Regions from separate parts of the Sus scrofa genome. Here region 2 is linked to region 1. Evidence: chromatin contacts called from public HiChIP or PLAC-seq data. All regions are on one chromosome and are shown on one strand. Each heading gives the region's core, a stretch centred on a gene start, on an enhancer-like site or on the middle of the called end of the contact. The rest is flanking DNA. Distances are from core to core; before and after follow the strand shown. Region 1 holds the start of CLN5 (ceroid-lipofuscinosis neuronal protein 5). Region 2 holds the start of FBXL3 (F-box/LRR-repeat protein 3).

Region 1 (4,222 bases), core at 1,150-3,649:
GTGGTGTAGGTTGCAGATGCGGCTCGGATCCCGCGTTGCTGTGGCTCTGGCGTAGGCCGGTGGCTGCAGCTCCGATTCGACCCCTAGCCTGGGAACCTCCATATGCCACGGGAGCGGCCCAAGAAATAGCAACAATAACAACAACAACAACAACAACAAAGACAAAAGACAAAAAAAAAAAAAAAAAAAAAAGTATATATATGTATATACATACACACACATACATGTGCCACGTCTTTGGCATGCAGGAGTTCCCTGGCCAGGGATTGAACCCTTGCCACAGCAACGACAATGCTGGATCCTTAACCCAATGAGCCACCAAGGAATGCCTCTAAAGTATGACATAAGTGTGAACTTAAAGTTAAAATTTTATTATGGGGATTAGATGAAGGCACTATTTAATACTTGAAAATTTAAAGAAACACAAGAAGTCATAGTCAATACTCTGCCCTTAAATCAAGTAGTTTTGGATTTCCAGTCTCTTCCTTGTTTTATTAAGTTTTACTTTTTCCTTAACATTTCATTAACATTTTCAAGAAAAGCAGGTTCAAGGAGTTCCCACCGTGGCACAGCGGAAACGAATCTGATTAGGAACCATGAGGTGGCGGGTTCGGATCCCTGGCCTCGCTCAGTGGGTTAAGGATCCAGCACTGCCATAAGCTGTGGTGTAGGTCGCAGAAGCGGCCTGGATCCCACGTGGCTGTGGTGTAGGCCAGCAGCTGTAACTTCGATTCGACCCCTAGCTTGGGAACCTCCGTATGCCTCGGGTGTGACCCTGAAAAGCCAAAAAAGGGGAAAAAATAATAAAAAATAAAGAAAAAGAAAGAAAAGCAGCTTCAAACTCAAAATTTCTCTTGGAGTTCCCATCGTGGCGCAGTGGTTAACGAATCCGACTAGGAACCATGAGGTTGCGGGTTCGGTCCCTGCCCTTGCTCAGTGGGTTAACGATCCGGCGTTGCCGTGAGCTGTGGTGTAGGTTGCAGACGCGGCTCGGATCCCGCGTTGCTGTGGCTCTGGCGTAGGCCGGTGGCTACAGCTCCGATTCAACCCCTAGCCTGGGAACCTCCATATGCCGCGGGAGCGGCCCAAGAAATAGCAACAACAACAACAAAAAAGACAAAAGACAAAAAAAAGACAAAAAAAAAAAATTTCTCTTTACACGTGTATCAAGGAAAACAAAGCACTGCAAGCTATTCAGTGAGCAGAAGACACTAATTTTGTATCCAGAATTGACAACAGCTGCCATTGACGAGATTTAATCTCCTCAACAAACCTGAAGTTATTTCTAACTTTCTGACTCAGACCTGTGGGCACAGAGATACTGAGTAACTTTCCCAAGGTCACACAGCTAGTGATGGTGGAGACTGACTTGATTCGCAGTGGTCAGAGTCCAGAACTCGCTCGCGACGACTAGGTTATCCTGCCTCCCAACTCACTATTTTGTCATCCAAAATAGTTGTGCGCTTTCAAAAGCTGCTGGCCTTTCCCCCGCCTGAGGTTGACACCAGGCTTTCGTTTTCTCTGTTTAGCCATCTCCGACAATACTCTTCTGGATCAAAGGCTCATATGTGCTTCATATGCCCTCTCTGTCCTCAGCTTATGACCAACGTCCTATCTCCAGGCTGAGGACAGTGGACAAACGAGGTCACCAACCGAGCGGGCGAGGGGATTCCCGAGACACCAGACTTTTAGTGCAAAAAACGGGAAGTCCCAGCCAAACACAGACCAGCTGCGTAAGGTGGAAAGTGAGCATGCAAATGTTATGCAGTCAAGATAACTAATGAGGGCAAGACATAGCAATAACTGCGTTACTAAATGTCTCTCCAAATTATTCAGAGTCAGTTATTTGTGTCCGAAAGTCAGACCGCGAAATAACATTACTCCCCTTGTCTTTCACGATTCGGGACACCCAGAGCCTAGGTCTTCTGGTAACCTGCTCAAAGGTCCCGGGAGGAGAGGAGCCCCCAGGGCGCCGCGCAACCAGCAGCCACGACTCGGGATTTCTCCACCCTGTTCCACGCCCTGCCCTCAGGGTGGCCGGGCGCTGCCCTGCACAGCCGCGTGACTGGACCCAGAGCCACACGGCCACACCCCCACCTACACCCAGCCCGCCGCGCGCGCGCCCGCGCACTCACTTGTAGGGCACCGGCCACTGGCGCAGGGAGCGGCTGCCTGCTGTCGCTGCCACCGCGGCCACCAGCCAGAGCAGGGCCGTGCCCCAGTTCCAAGGCGCGCGCCCCAGGGCTACGCCCGCGCACCGCCGCACCCCGGCCCCGGGGCCGGTGCTCGCGGCGGGCACCATGAAGAGGCTCCGGCTGCTTCCGGTGCCTCCCGAACCGGGCAACGGCGGAGGGCAGGCGAGCTGAGCATGCGCAGGCGGCGGGGCCGCTCGCGGCCCCGCCCTCTGCGCCCGGCGTCCTGACAGAGGATGCGCTCCCCGCTGCTGGGGACGCCGCCCTGAGCGTCGGGGTGCGAGGACTCGGGTCTCCGCGCGGCCCCGTCTCCTCTCGGAGGCTGCTGGACTTGGGCGACCCGAAAAGCGCTTCGGGCGGGCTCCCGCGAGCACCGATGCAGGCCGTGGGTCACCTTTTTCTCCACTGTTATTGCCCAGTTCTTTTGGCCTCGCGTCTCAGTTTAAGGACGACCGCTTCTGTGGAGCCTTGGCTGACCTCCCTCCAACCACAGTCTCCAAAACCAAACCGAAAATCCAGCTGTGGGCACTTTTGGATTCTCTAGCCCTGAACTGTCACCTGGTCCCTCAGGGCCCAGACTAGGCGACAGCACACATTGAGTGAAGGAGACTTTTTGGGGGAGGTCAGTGCAGCGAGGAAGACAGTCATGGGGGAGTGACTGCTTCCCAGGAGACCAAGCCAGTGTGACAAAGGCCACACTCAAAATTTACAGCCCAGGCTGCTACTCTCAGGCTGTCAATCCACCCCGCCCACCTTCCCCGAGGTCCTCCCTTGTTTGGATTTACAACTTCAGTTGGAAGAAGGTTCTACAGTACTCGGTCTTCTTTGACCCTCCAACCACCTCAAGAAAACAGTGGGATCAACTGTTGTGCTTCTGAAGAGACCCTCATGGCCTGCTGTGTTCTCATGTACAGAGGTTGACTGTGTCTAGAAACAGTACATTAAAGGCATGGCCACTTACAGTCACTCGTTTTCCAAGAGGGCGGCCTAGGTAACTCTTAGGCCGGGGCTTTCCAACGCCTTCACTTCACCCACAACACCAGTGAACCATCATAATATTTGTAAGTATATTATAATGAGTAGGGTGTCTGCAATGGCCAGAGGTGACCACCATGACCCTTGTGGGGTGGGGTCGGGGAGGGTTGGGAGCCTCACTGGCCTTCCCACTCCTGCCAGGCCTCCTGAGGGTTGATGACAATTGTTCCTCTCTACACACACACACACACACACACACACACCTTTGTCCACTTGCCCCACCATTTTGGGGAGTTCTGGGCAGGTTCAGGCAGGGCATCATTTATAAACACTCACCTAAGAATTTAGGTGGCACCAATCCTAGCCCTCTTCCATTTACTGTCACCACTTCAACATCACCAAGCTAAACTGGTTTCTCCAAAGACCCACTCAACATGAGAGGAAAACTCATCCTAGCAGTGAACAGACAGGTACTGTCTGATTTGAGGAGCACCTGGGGGATTCTGAGTGGGCCTCAACTCCAGCATGGCTTAAAACTAAATGAAGCAGCTCTCAAGAAATAGTATAGCTTTTATAAATGAGAGGACCAGACGCTAGTGGGCCACAGTGGAACTTTCGATTTCCCAGAGCTACAAAAACAAGCTTCAGGTTGACCTCTGTTAGTGGCGGGGATCTCCCCTCTTGGGTCTGCAGTCCCTTCACTCTGTGTGCAGGGAGCTCTAATGGTGAGAAAACGTTTCCTCATATTAGCCCTAACTCAGCCTCTCGGTAACTCCCATCTGCTCTGCTCTGGTTCTGCCTTCTGTTCCTCTTGGCTAGGACCCCAGCACCCCAGGCTAAGGATGTTTGTAGACTACTATTGCCTGATCCATCATTGGACTGGTTACTGCTCTCTAGTCTGAGATTTTTAAGCTTTGAGGACTCAACTACAGACTGAGTTTTAAACCACTGGTTTCCCTTTTCGAATTAGCCTAAGATCACCATAGTGGCACAGTACCATAGTCCACTAAAATCAGGCTAATCAACCATTGCTTTGTGATAGACTGCACACAGAG
Region 2 (4,222 bases), core at 979-3,478, 46 kb before region 1:
AGCAACACCGGATCCTTAACCCACTGAGCAAGGCCAGGGATCAAACCCACGACCTCATGGTCCCTAGTTGAATTCGTTAACCACTGAGCCACGACGGGAACCCCACAAGAAAATCTTTTTTAATCTCTTTTATGATTGACTTTATAACTTACGTTTTATTATAATTATGTTATTTAATATCCAAACAAATGGCATTTTTAGCTCTCCTTTTGTTAGTTATTTCTAACTTTATTGCATTCTTTTTTTTTTTTTTTTTTTTTGCTATTTCTTGGGCCGCTCCTGCAGCATATGGAGGTTCCCAGGCTAGGGGTCGAATTGGAGCTGTAGCCACCAGCCTACGCCAGAGCCACAGCAATGCAGGATCCGAGCCATGTCTGCAACCTACACCACAGCTCACGGCAACGCCGGATCGTTAACCCACTGAGCAAGGGCAGGGACCGAACCCGCAACCTCATGGTTCCTAGTCGGATTCGTTAACCACTGCGCCACGACGGGAACTCCCCACTTTATTGCATTCTGTCTTACAAACACTGTATGATGGAATTTAAATTTCTTTTGTGGCCTAATTTATGGTCTATCTCCTAAAGTGTTTTGTTTTCTATAGTAATTTTCTGCAGTACAAAATTCTAGGAGTTCCCATCGTGGCGCAGAAGAAACAAATCTGACTAGGAACCATGAGGTTGCGGGTTCGATCCCTGCCCTTGCTCAGTGGGTTAACGATCCGGTGTTGCCGTGAGCTGTGGTGTAGGTTGCAGACTCGGCTTGGATTCGGCGTTGCTGTGGCTCTGGCGTAGGCCGGCAGCTGTAGCTCTGATTCGACCCCCAGTCTGGGAACATCCATATGCTGAGGGTGTGGCCCTAAAAAAAAAAAAAAAAAAAAGACCAAACGAAGAAAGGGATACATTTGGAGTGTGAAAGTTTTAATGTGATATATTAATATATACTGGTTATGTTTGCTGATTTGGTTTAATGTGGTTTGCTGATCATTTATTCTGTTAACATCCCTTTAAATAAATGGACCTGTATTTTCTTGTTTTTCTTCCTCTAATAATTATCACTGCCTGTCTTCCTATTGTCCTTTATCATCCAGTCACAGAGGCACCTAAACAATGTTGCAGTGCAGGTACAGCCACATTATTTTGTTTCTAGAAACTTCGTGCAGTTTGACTTGCTGATCAGACAGCCAAGCCCTAACAGAACAGCGGCATTTCCTCCCTTCCCCCCATTGAAGAGTACCATAAATTTTACACAAGGCTTCCTAGCTCAATCTGGGGAGGGGGGAGTCATAGAAGAGCGGGCATCACAGTCTTCCAGTCTCCTACACATGGGTCAGATATTCAAAAAGACATATTTGGATGGAAAACTACTTGCTTTATTTTCGAAGGAGAGAGGATGCATGACTCACGTTATGATTTTGCAACTAAGGACAGTTCTAACTTTAAGAAAACCTAGTATTCAAAAATTAAAACTTTAAAACAAACTAGGTAGCAGTTACACACATATCTCTGTTTACCAAAGGTTTCACCAGAGTTTTAAGCAGACATCTAGTCCTTTACACTTTCCTCATTGTGTTTCAGAAAGCTATTTATAAACTTCAGGAGTCTATTTACTTTATAAAGCTGTTTTTGTTGTTGTTTTTTCAGGGGCGGGCCCGCGGCATAGGGAAGTTCCCAGGCTAAGGGTCCAACCCGAGCTGCCACTGCTGGTCTACACCACAGCCACAGTAACCCCAGATAGCAGCAAGGGCTGCGACCTACACGCAGCTTACCACATCGCGGAATCCTTAACCCACTGAGCAGGCCAGGGGTGGAACCCGAGGGCTCATGGAAACTAGTCGGGTTCGAGTTACCGCTGAGCAACAGGGGAATTCCCTAAAGGCGATTGTTAAACAGTAATAACCCTGATGACAAAAATCATTTTTAGGAAAATTGAAAAAATAAAAATACTTTAAAATTTATAAATCATCATCATCAAAATCATCTGTAATCCCAACGTTAACACTGTCATCACTTTGCTTTAATTTCCCGCAGTTTATGAAAACACCGTATGTGTACACGATGTATATTATTATGACATACCCGTTAAGGGATACAAGGCGTGTATCATTAGAGCCCGTATTTTACCCACTTGGGTTACGCGGGGCGGGCGTGGCCTTCTGAGGCCCCGCCTGGCGCGCGGAGGTGTGTCAACTGCAGCAGCTGCTGTTTATCCCCCGAGCCCGGAACCAGCTGCTGGGCTAAGGCCGGCCCTAAAGACTCTCGCTCCTTTCTTCTTGCTGCTCCACCTCCTCAAACTTTCCGCTTTCCACCGTTGAAAGTCTCCTGGGCATCTAGCTGGCTCCAGCCCTCCCACATTCGCTGCAAGACGAAAAACCCTCTAAAAGCCGCAGTCTCATCAGAGAGAGGAAAGCAGCCGACACTCCGCCCGGAACCAGAAGGACGAAGCACCGAGGCGGGCGGGGTGGCGCGCGCTCCCGCTTGGGCGCGGCCCCCTCCAGCCCCCGACCCCGCCCTCCGCGGACGCGCCGCGGCGGACACGCGCCCGCCCCCCTCGACGGAGACGCGCCGGGGGAAGCGCGCGGCCGTCAGTCCGGGCGCCATTTTGGACTCGGTGTCTGGGCCCGCGGTGCAGGGGTAACTACGCGGGGCTCGCAGCTCGCTGAAGGCGGCTCTTGAGGGGACTGGGGGTCCCGGCAGAAGCACGCAGGCCGCGCGGGACTGAGAAGAGAGGCTTTTCCCTCGGCCGTCAGAGCCGCAAAGGTGGAGCCGAGTTGGCGCCCGCCCCGGGACCAGCGCCTCGGATGCGAGCGGAGCGCGGGGGGCGGCGGAGGCGGGAGCGCGAGGCGCGGGGCCCCGGGGGCCTCATGTGAGAGCCACGGGACCAGCCGCCCCCGGAGCCCGGGGTGCTGTGTTGGGGAAGCCGCCCCTGGCAGCAGGTAACGTTGGAGGGCCGGGGCCTTCGGACCTTGGCCCGCGCCGGGGCGGGCCGACAGGGAGAGGGGGTCCCGGGCGCGCGCCGGCCGCCCCTCGGGAGCGCGGGGCGGGGCGCGGCGCCCGGGCGGTGGAGCCTGCTCGGGGGCGTTGCCCCGTGTCTGCTTCAAAACAAGTCAAAAAGGCGTGGTGTGTGTGCGGCGGCCGCTTGCAGCCTTCCCGCGACAGCGCCGCCCCTGCCGTCGGCTTTGTTACCCTCGGCGGGGGCTGGGGACCGGCACCGTGGAGCTCTTGTTCTGCCAGGCTCTTCCCGGTGTCTGTTACGGCCGTGCTTGTAGCGTGAGAAAAGAGACTTTAAGGTGTCAAAACAGACTGCCCTGGGTAGGGCGCAGGAGAAATGTCTGGGAAAGCCTATTTTCGGGAGTGGCGCGGGAGGAGGGGACACCCCTGCGCGCGTCCCCGGGTGGAAAACTTGGTCAACTTGTGATGGGCTGCTTCCCGCCTGCTATGAGCGAGAGCAGCCCTTTCAGGTGGGATTGCAGACATGGAACAGGAGGCAACCCATTAAATGATGGGCCTGCACCTCCAAGCTAAGAGATGAGATGACTGTTATTTTCTGATCCTGTCCATTGCGGCCCAGATCTTTCAGAGTCTTCCTATCCCTGAAATCTTTACAAAAATGCCGTCAATTCCCAATTATCTACAAATGACCGCTAAACAGATTTTCACTACCACACTCTCTGATACCATTTATTTCTGAGTTAGTCTCTGCACTGTTTTATGTTTTACTCTTGTATTTCAGCCAAAGAATGCATACTAATTTTGATATTATGAAAGACTTTTTAGAGCTAAATACAAAAGGGCTTTTAAAATCACTGCAAGTGCAGGGTGCTAAAAGTGCCTAATACAATGAGGGACACATGGCTGAGTGTTCTCTTAGGCTCTTCATTTGATGAACAAGTTGACTGCTTCTTTCAGAGACTCCGGAAATGTGAGGAGTTAATTCTGTAACTCCCTGTGCTGCCCGACTAGGCCAGAAACTGTTAGTTCGCCTTTTTTTTTTTTTTTTTTTTTGTCTTTTTAGAGCCACACCCACAGCATATGGAAGTTCCCAGGCCAGGGGTTGAATCAGCTACAGCTGCCAGCCTACACCACAGCCACAGCAACGCAGGATCCAAACCACGTCTGCGACCTGCACCTTAGCTCATGACATCACCCTATAGTTAACCCAGTGAGCGGAGGCCAGTCATGGAACCCTCATCCTCATGGTTCCTAATGGAATTTGTTTCCAC

The links. HiChIP or PLAC-seq counts read pairs in DNA pulled down with a chosen protein or histone mark.
Region 2: a contact with region 1 is called in an H3K27ac HiChIP or PLAC-seq map of alveolar macrophages. The contact joins the promoter of FBXL3 here to the promoter of CLN5 in region 1. A contact is called at or near these places in 2 of 2 datasets of contacts at active chromatin or transcription factors (alveolar macrophages and skeletal muscle).

Annotation. Positions count from the first base shown.
Region 1 is chr11:49,103,999-49,108,220 of Sscrofa11.1, reverse strand. It overlaps CLN5 (ceroid-lipofuscinosis neuronal protein 5), which reads right to left and starts at 2,399. Exons shown (of 4, transcript XM_005668472.2): 1 at 2,136-2,399. The coding sequence starts at 2,302. It overlaps LOC110255830 (a long non-coding RNA gene), which reads left to right and starts at 2,627. Exons shown (of 5, transcript XR_002336699.1): 1 at 2,627-3,253.
Region 2 is chr11:49,149,386-49,153,607 of Sscrofa11.1, reverse strand. It overlaps FBXL3 (F-box/LRR-repeat protein 3), which reads left to right and starts at 2,228. Exons shown (of 5, transcript XM_003357868.4): 1 at 2,228-2,935.